2 separate regions of the Gossypium hirsutum genome follow, and region 2 is linked to region 1. The links are chromatin contacts, called in public Hi-C maps. All regions are on one chromosome and are shown on one strand. The core of a region is the stretch at or near the end of the contact, and the rest is flanking DNA. Distances in the headings are between cores, read along the strand shown.

Region 1 (4,512 bases), core at 1,469-3,968:
CATAAACAGCCAAATGTTCCAATTCAATACATCCCTGAGCTAAAGCCATCAATCCTGTTTGTGAAACCAAACCTTCATCCTCCATTCCTTCCTCCTCAGCACCTGGCTCGATTCTAAGCCTCTTTAGTTGCTTACATTCTTCGGGCAACAACTTCTAGTCCTCGATCTCCGATAACATTCCTTGTCTAGCCAATCAGAAAACACATATAATTAAAGAATATAATGAAAAAAAATAGAATACGGACAATGGTTTTGTGATTCAACCTTGAGAACTTCCAAGTTTGGACATCTTTGTAATAACCAGCAGTGATCTTCTGTGTCGAGTAATGCATAAAGGAGATCCAATTCTTTAAACAACGGTGCAAAAGGAAACACGATTGGCATTTCATTCTTCCCCATGTAGGTTAAACCCAAACGGCATAACCTCGAGGGGAATGTCACAGCAGCATACCCATCAGGTTGGTCGTAGAAAGAACCACCGTAGAATTCTTCTAAAACAGCAGCAGCATGAAAGAAACCGACGAGATCTAAAATTTCACAATCACTAATTTTCAGAGAGACCAAATTACGACAATTTCTGGCAATAAGTTGGAGATCTTCAAAACTAACTTTGACAAAGTCCGTCATGTAAAAGTTTAAAGTCTCGAGAACTGAATTATTCATCGCAATCTCATGAATCCATCGACCATCTTTCTCAATAATTGAGCTGTCTTCCAAGAACAGGGTTCTTAATTGCCTACGCCAACATGTAAAGAAATAAATCATATGAAAGAACCAAGCCAATGCTTTTCCCCGGCAGTTTAGCTCCAACTGAGCTTCAATATCCAAGTAATTGGAATTTGATTAAAGCAATACTTACTACTTTATACCACTGGCCTTCAAGCCGTATTTCAAAAAAAAGAAGCTCAAATTTGAACACTATTAATCTTATTTATTTCTCAAATATCTAAAATAACAAATGTAATTGCACTTATTAAGCAAAATTAACCCTTAAATGATAAAAAAAATTAAAATAAGTTTTAATTTTTTTTATTTCTCAATATATCTACTGGACCACTAAGAGAATAAATACTAGTCACAAATTTTAAAATTACTCCATACTCAAAATGAATATCGAATCTTCAATCACCAATTAAAATAGGAGACACATTTGCTATTTTACCTATATCTTTAGATAAATTTTGATTATTTAAACCTTGATGTTGGACATAAATGTTCACCCCACAATTTAGGTAGTGGTTTGATTCATGTTGTGTGTAGCATTTATTTATTTCTACCAAGAATTGTAAAAAAAAAATTTAAGACATAATGATAAGTTTAGATATTAGTTTTTATATTTTTCTTGTCAATTTTATCTTTATTTTTTTTATATGTAAAAAAAGTTAAATCATTTTTTTAAAGAAAATGTTGATGAAGTCATTAATTTTTTCTTATCGATGTTGGTGTGACAATGTATGATATAGTCTATGTATATTTTATACTGACATAACATTATTTGTTTTATATGTAAATAATTTAAAATTTTTAAAAGATATATCAATTGAGTTTTAGTTTAATTGGCATGAACGTTGTTGCTAAGAAGGTGTGAGTTTGAGAAGCGTTGAGATGTATTATGCTCTTATTTATGGGTTGAGCGATGTTATGTTTTAGACATTCTATCAAAAAAATCAAATATGATCAAAATCTATATGTTTAAAAATGTAATCTTTTAGTTATTTTCGTAAAAAAAATTAAATCTTTTTAAAATATAAGTTAAATTGAAATTTTTTAAAAGTTTGAGGGTGAAAAATAAAAATATATATGAATATATAAAAAAATATTACATTAAAACCAAGTATTAGTTTAAGCATATGAATTCACATATTGAAATATGTTTAAAAAGAATAAGAAAGCTACCGGCACAATCTTCCAACGTGCAAGAGTCCATCAGTAGAAAAACCAGAGCATTTATCAAGCTTCAAACACCGCAAAACTTGCCCCCTAGACCTACACAATACTTCCAAATCTGAATCATTAACGATCATCCTCCTAAAATGCACCGATTTCAAGCAAGCCAAATTCTCGGCTATTTCCTTTACCACGGCGTTACGTACCCTCCCCAATCTTCCGGTATCATATCAAACATCGCCGCCCGAGGTTTTCCTTTCAATTTCAACGATTCCAAGTGTGGGAACCGCCGCCGCAACCGTTCGGGACTCGTCGTGTAACAAAGCGTAATCGTTATGTGCTTACGTGTCAACGCGTGGAGCTCGTACCAACGACGACAAACGAGGGAAACGGCGTTCTGGTCCTCCGGGTCGTCGATGTATAGCATCACCCAGCCCAAAACAACGTAGGTTAGACCGGTTTGTGAAGCCGTTGATTTTTTCAACTCGTTATAATTTTCCCCCATCCAAAAACTCAAATCGGATATTCAAAAGAGAAAACAAACGCTTGATCTGGAGACCAGAATAAGAAGCAAGAGGCGTTTCCTCAGCACTTGTTTTCTCCGGAAGTGAAAGAAAAAGGAATGGATTCGCCAGCAGATACTACAAATCGGGTCAGGCATGGGTCGGGTTGAGGAGACATGGAAGAAGAAGAGATAAAAGCAAGAAATGGACAAGGGAGATTGGATGGAGAGAGAAAATAGAATGGTGGAAAACAAATTTATGGACTGTATGATAGTTTGGGTAATAATTGTGAATCAAACCTGTAAATATCTGGGGAAATTTGAAAACCCAGCTCTTCAGAGTCATGTGTGGGTCCTTCTCCTAGGTTGAATTATCCTTCAAAGTCATGTGCTGGACTCCCTTTTTGATTCAAATACTGAACATTGAGAAGCTTGATTTAGTGTTTTCTCATCCAACAAAGAATTAAAAAAACCTTATTTATAACCCTGGCTTTATAATTCACAAAAATAAAATAAAAACCCTTCTTTATTAAATATAATTATTTGCTTGTACAAAATAAGTAAAGAATATAAATGTTTATTTTTACGTTATGGTGAATTCAATTTAAAAAATTTTCAATTTAAGGATTAAATTTTGTTTCATTCTTGTTTTAGTCACATGTTTTTTAAATTGATAACAAAAATGATAGACATAATCTTTTTCTTACTGATATAATAACACATTTAGTTCTCAATACTTGTATATTCTATCAATTTGACTCTAATTCTAAAATGTTCAATAAATTTAACTCTTCACATTTACAAATTCTATCAATTTGATCATCAAACTTTCTAATCAAAGCTTTCAAGTTTTAAAATAAAGGCATTCCATATCTATAAATTTGTAAAACCCAAAAAGAAAAAGAAAAAGCCGCCTCTAATTGTACAAATATAACATATAATAAATAACATGTGCAAATATATTATTGCTTAAAAGCCAAACAATTGTATCACCACTTAACATCCAAATCCAAAGAACCAAACTGAAACATAAATCTAGCAATACGTACTAATTAATTTAATAAAATAAAAAATAATTAACATCAAAGTTGCGGTTCTTCTTTATACAATAAAATCAATTAACAACCAAAAATTCTATATATTTAGTTTTTCCAAACTGCAAAGAACCTATCTTTGAGCTATGGAATAAATTGGGTAACCATTAAATACAAGAAAAAAAGTAGGAATTTAAATTATCTAGAAACTAAAATCCTTATATAGTTTAATGCTCAAGAACCTCCATAAAGTATGTTATATTTGCACAAATAAATTTGTAAAATATGTTATATTTGCACGACCGGAGAATTTTTTTTTTTTTGGTTTTGGAATGCTTCTATTGGCAAAGTTTTTTAAAAGTTTTGGTTAGGAAGTGTAAGGATCAAATTGATAGAATTTGTAAGTATTGATGACTAAATGTGTTGTTATATTAAATTAGAAAATTCTATGTCATTATTTACGTTATCAATTTAACGATGGGTAACTAAAACAGGATTGAATATAAAGTTTAGTGCCTAAATTGAAAAGTTTTAAAGTTGAGTGAACAAAATAGAAATGTGAAAATAATTGAGTAACCGTTTGTTTAATTTACTATAAAAAATACTAAAGTACTCAAGTATATAAGCCAATCTTAGGTAAAAGTACCACAAAATCTCTTGTATTATATCATGAATTGTATTTTAGTCCCTTACTAAAAAAATAGACAAATTAGCCTTCTACGCTAAATAGTGAGCAAAATAGCTCTATTAAAATTGAACCATTAAATATTTGTTTTGGTGTTTATATATAAGCTATAATAATAAATTTAGCCCTCTACCTTCATACATATATTCAATTTGACGTCTACTCTCTTTTATTGGAAGTAAAGTAGAAATTTTAAAACTAATAACACTAAAAAAGTTAAAAAGGCTTTACTAAAAAATTAAAAAAAATAAATAACACCACCGACCCAATAAAATAAGTAGGGTCAATATATTTTAAAATTTAATAAAAATTAGATTTTAGTGGGTCTGAAATTGTTATTTTTTAATAAATATTTTTTTTTTTAAAATCTTATAACAATACCGACCCGAACAGATTGAGGTTTG
Region 2 (4,512 bases), core at 893-3,392, 130 kb after region 1:
CATTCAGTAGATTCACTGGATGAGTTTTGAATGCATCGTCTTTGTTGGGAACCCCCACAAGCACTGCAACTCCCCAACCCTGAAAATTTATGTCATTTCAGCTAAGGATGGCAACGTAAAAAGATACAATCTAACATCGAGAAAATTTTTTTGAAGATAATTACATCGTGGACACATTCAAATGCAGAAATCATGGCCTGGATGCTCCCGGTACATTCAACACTGCGGTCGACTCCTCCACCAGTCATCTCAGCAATGACCTGATTATTAGAATCATTTTTATAATAAGGATCTCAAACAAGTTGATTATATAATGCAGGCATGCAGCTTTTATGCATAGTAACCCTAGTATAGATGGTCATGTTCGAAACAGAATCCAATACAATTTCTGAAATTTCAAGTGGGAAGTAACCTCTTGAACAGGTTTGTTGTGATCTTTGGGATTCACAAACTCCGTAACACCGAAGTTCTTGGCTGCAAGAAGTAATGAGAACAAGCATGATCAGTTTTGTGACTTTGCTTAACCAGAAACAGAACCATTCTTGCAAGTTTTTGTGTAAAATAACTACGAAACCAATGCTACCTAGTTCGAATCTGCTAGGGTTCAAATCGACACCAATGATCCTGGAAGCCCCAGAAACTCTTGCTCCTTCAGCAGCCTAAATATCAGAACAGAGAATTACAGAAAAATCAGTCTAACGCTTTTTGTGTTGCCAAGGGGAAGAAAACATATAACATAAATGCGACAAGAATAACTCACAGCAAGACCGACAGCACCTAGTCCAAATATTGCAACGGATTGACCCTTTTTGGGTTTAGCTACATTCACAGTGGCACCAAACCCTGCAATAAAAGTAGTGAAACAAGAACATCCTCACTGTCATTAACACCATTTATATCTCCCGAAAAAAGGAAAGACAAAAATGAAATCCAAGTCCCCAACCTGTGGACATTCCGCAGCTTAGAACACAAACTTTATCAAGCGGAGCCTCAGGATTGATCTTGGCAACCTGGCCGACATGGACAACAGTGTATTCACTGAAAGTAGAGGTGCCTAGGAAGTGGTAGATAGGCTTCCCATTAATGGAAAACCTGGATTTTCCGTCATTAATCATTTCACCCCTATCAGTGTTGATTCTGAGGAGATCACACATGTTACTTTCTTCTGACAAGCAATGGGGACACTCCTTGCATTCCCCCGTGAAGATGGGGAGAACATGATCACCTGGCTTTAGATCAGTCACCCCCTCACCTACACTCTCCACAATCCTAAATATTCAAAAGAAAAGGGTTAATGTGTATACATATAATGATAATATTGTAGGAACTGTAAACATTTAAACAGACATATACATACCCTCCAGCTTCATGACCTAGTATGCGAGGAAACAGAGGGTTTTGTCCCTACAAGAAGAGAAAATTGTTGTCAATCACAATGTGAGAGATAAGTATCAGAGAATCAAATCTAAGAGAAAAAAAAACTGAAGCAAATGCTTATTGCGTAGTCTTGGATGAAGGGAGCAATGGAAGCAATTTATCAAAAAGAATCATCCTTTTATGAAGTTCACCATTGGTCAAAGCCAATGTGGAGGATAAAATTAGAAGTTCGGCTAAAAATAGATTAGACTCCCAAAATCAAAATAATCAAAATAATCAGCAATATTGCAGATTCAGGGCATTGTAAAAACTTTTACTTCTTCAACAGTTATAAACCAATCGACAAAAACAAGTTGAAGTAAGAGAGAGAGAGAGAGAAGTGTAAAACCTTAGCATCCCAGAAGTAGACATCGGTGTGACATAAAGAAGTGAAGAGTATCTTAATACGGACTTCATCCTTCTGCGGTGGTGCCACTTCCACTTCCTCTATTGACAGTGGCTTCCCCGACTCCCATGCTACCGCAGCTGCAATAATACCACAACCACTGATTTAGCAAAGCAATCGCCAGCCATAAAAGAATTTTAATCAAAGAAAGAGAAGCATCAAAACCAACAGAAAACATTCAAAGCCAAATCCCACAAAGAACAGTGATCATATAACCAGAAGCAATCGCATATGAGAGAGAGAGTGGATGGATCACCTTTGCAACGGATGACTTGACCAGCAGTACTCATAATGGATGTTAACAGAAATAAAGTCTTCAATTTATCAGATCACTTGTTTTTTTTTCTTGTGTATTTCTCTTTTCGTGCTTGATGAAGAATGTAGAACGCTAACTGACACTATTTATAGCGGAACCCAATCCCAGCTCACTCCAATATGCAAAACCACAAGCCAATGGTTTGCTTCAGTCAAATGACAATTTAGCCAAGCGAATCAGTGTGTGGTTTCTCTATGGTAGTATTCCTTTTTGTCGTGGTTTTGGACGGGCCTCTCAATTTGTAATTAAAATTAATATTATGTCCCTAAATTTTATTGTATGATTTTTAATGTTATAATAAATTATTTTTGATCATTTTTAAGATAAAAAAATATTTATGTAATTTTTGAATTATTTTTTATGTTAATATTATTTTTTATAGTTGGAATTTTGATTGACTAGGCTGAGTTGAAATGGTTTAACCCATAACTAGGGGCGGCTGATTGAGAGTTTTCAATCGTTTTCCTGATTGGGCAAGAAGGCATCAAGTTGGGTCAGCCTACAGATTTGGAAAACCACCTGCCATTAAAACCCTGTATTTCCAAAATTTATGGTTTTTATCAAATAATCACCAAGGTCCCCTTTTTCTTTATGTTCATTAGGTTTCCCTTTTAGTTTACAAAAATAAAATTTAAGCATTAGCTTTGGATACATTATTAAACAAAATTTATATTTACTTATATATTAAAAAGCTTCATACGCAAATTCTATAAAAAAAATTAGTTCCTTTTAAATTTTAATTTTTTTAATATTATAATTAGTGTTTAAAAAAAATAATTTTTTTATTTCTTTCAAAATTTTAAAAGTTTTTAAATTTGATTTCTTTTATAGGGTTTGTAATTTTTTTAATGATAAATTTAATAACATTTTTAAATTAATACAAAGTTGTATTGAAATATTAATTTGGTAAAGATAAAATTTAATAATTGTAATATTTAAGTATAAAGAGTATATAAATATTAATTAGATAAAAAATTAATTTACATATTTATAATATCTAATACAAATTGAGCATTTAATTTATTTTACTTTTTTTTTAAATTCTGGTGATCTAAGATTATTTCAAATTTAAAAATACATTACTGAAAGTAGGCACGGCCCACTACTTTGGACATGTATATTTTATATAAATATCTTGTCCCCTTATTTATATAATGGGATTTGATACTAAAACACTATAACATTCACTTTTTTAACTCAACCATTTTAATCAAAATTATTTTTAATTTTTATTTTAATTTTTAATATTTTTATAACATAAATTATTATGAGTCGCATATTTTTTTTATAATAAACTATTTTTTAAAGGAGGAACTGTCATTCATCATAGAGTTACATAAAATATTAGTTAAACTACTAACAAAATCCTTAAATTAAATTAATTTTATCCTATACTTTATTCTACCCAAAGAAGTCTCTATCATTTGATTTATTCTTCAGTGTGACAAAAATATACACTTAATTAAAAAATAAATTTTAAGGACATGCTTAATATAACAATCTATTTTTCTCATCGTTACATGACGGACCAAACACTATAAGCTAGCATGATCTATATACGTAAGTCTCCATAAAAATAATAAAATATATTATATGAATTTTTTCTTTACATTATAAAAATTATTAAATTTCAATTTTAGTCTCTCTATTATGTTTAAATTTGAGATTTAATATTTATACTTTAATTTCGGTGAATGTACTAACGAAATGCTGAGACTAGATTAAATTAGTCACTCTACTATTAAATGGTACAACTTAATCTCTGTAATAGGGGTGAGCAAAATTCGTTTCAACTTGAAAAAATAAAAAAAAAAGTTGAATTTCGAACTTTGAATGAATTCAAAATTTCTGCTGGTTTTGATGCTTCTCTTTCTTTGATTAAAATTCGTCTATGGTCGGCGATTGCTTGGCTTAATCAGTGGTCGGGGTATTATTGCAGCTGCGATAGCATGGGAGTCGGGGAAGCCACTGTCAATAGAGGAAGTGGAAGTGGTACCACCGCTGAAGGATGAAGTCCATATTAAGATACTCTTCACTTCTTTATGTCACACCGATGTTTACTTCTTGGATGCTAAGGTTTTACACTTCTCTCTCTCTCTCTTACTTCAACTTGTTTTTGTCGATTGGTTTATAACTGTTGAAGAAGTAAAAGTTTTATACAAAGCCCTGAATCTGCAATATTGCTGATTATTTTGATTATATTGATGTTGGGAGTCTAATCTATTTTTAGCCAAAGTTCTTATTTTATCCTCCACATTGGCTCTTGCCAATGGTGAACTTCATAAATTTCTCGATGTTAGATTGTATCTTTTTACGTTGCCATCCTTAGCTGAAATGACATAAATTTTTAGGGTTGGGGAGTTGCAGTGCTTGT

Evidence for each region. A called contact is a pair of places that touch in the nucleus more often than the background predicts.
Region 2: a contact with region 1 is called in a Hi-C map of leaf, with 2.8 times the contacts expected there. The contact joins the promoter of LOC107952016 here to the enhancer-like site in region 1. A contact is called at or near these places in 16 of 34 Hi-C or Micro-C datasets (anther, callus, cotyledon and 5 more).

What each region holds. Positions count from the first base shown.
Region 1 is chrA02:11,791,698-11,796,209 of Gossypium_hirsutum_v2.1, forward strand. It overlaps the pseudogene LOC107951515. Among protein-coding and RNA genes, the nearest start is that of LOC107951516, 13 kb to the left of the region's middle. Within about 2 kb of position 2,719, at least 7 of the 9 cell types and tissues checked have an H3K27ac peak or open chromatin away from gene starts, as enhancers often do. A contact at or near this core is called in cotyledon, fibers and leaf, where this site is marked.
Region 2 is chrA02:11,922,723-11,927,234 of Gossypium_hirsutum_v2.1, forward strand. LOC107952016 (alcohol dehydrogenase class-P-like) reads right to left here and starts at 2,143. Exons shown (of 10, transcript NM_001327593.1): 1 at 2,079-2,143; 2 at 1,766-1,902; 3 at 1,358-1,404; 4 at 944-1,269; 5 at 761-843; 6 at 584-659; 7 at 413-474; 8 at 165-260; 9 at 1-79. The coding sequence starts at 2,112.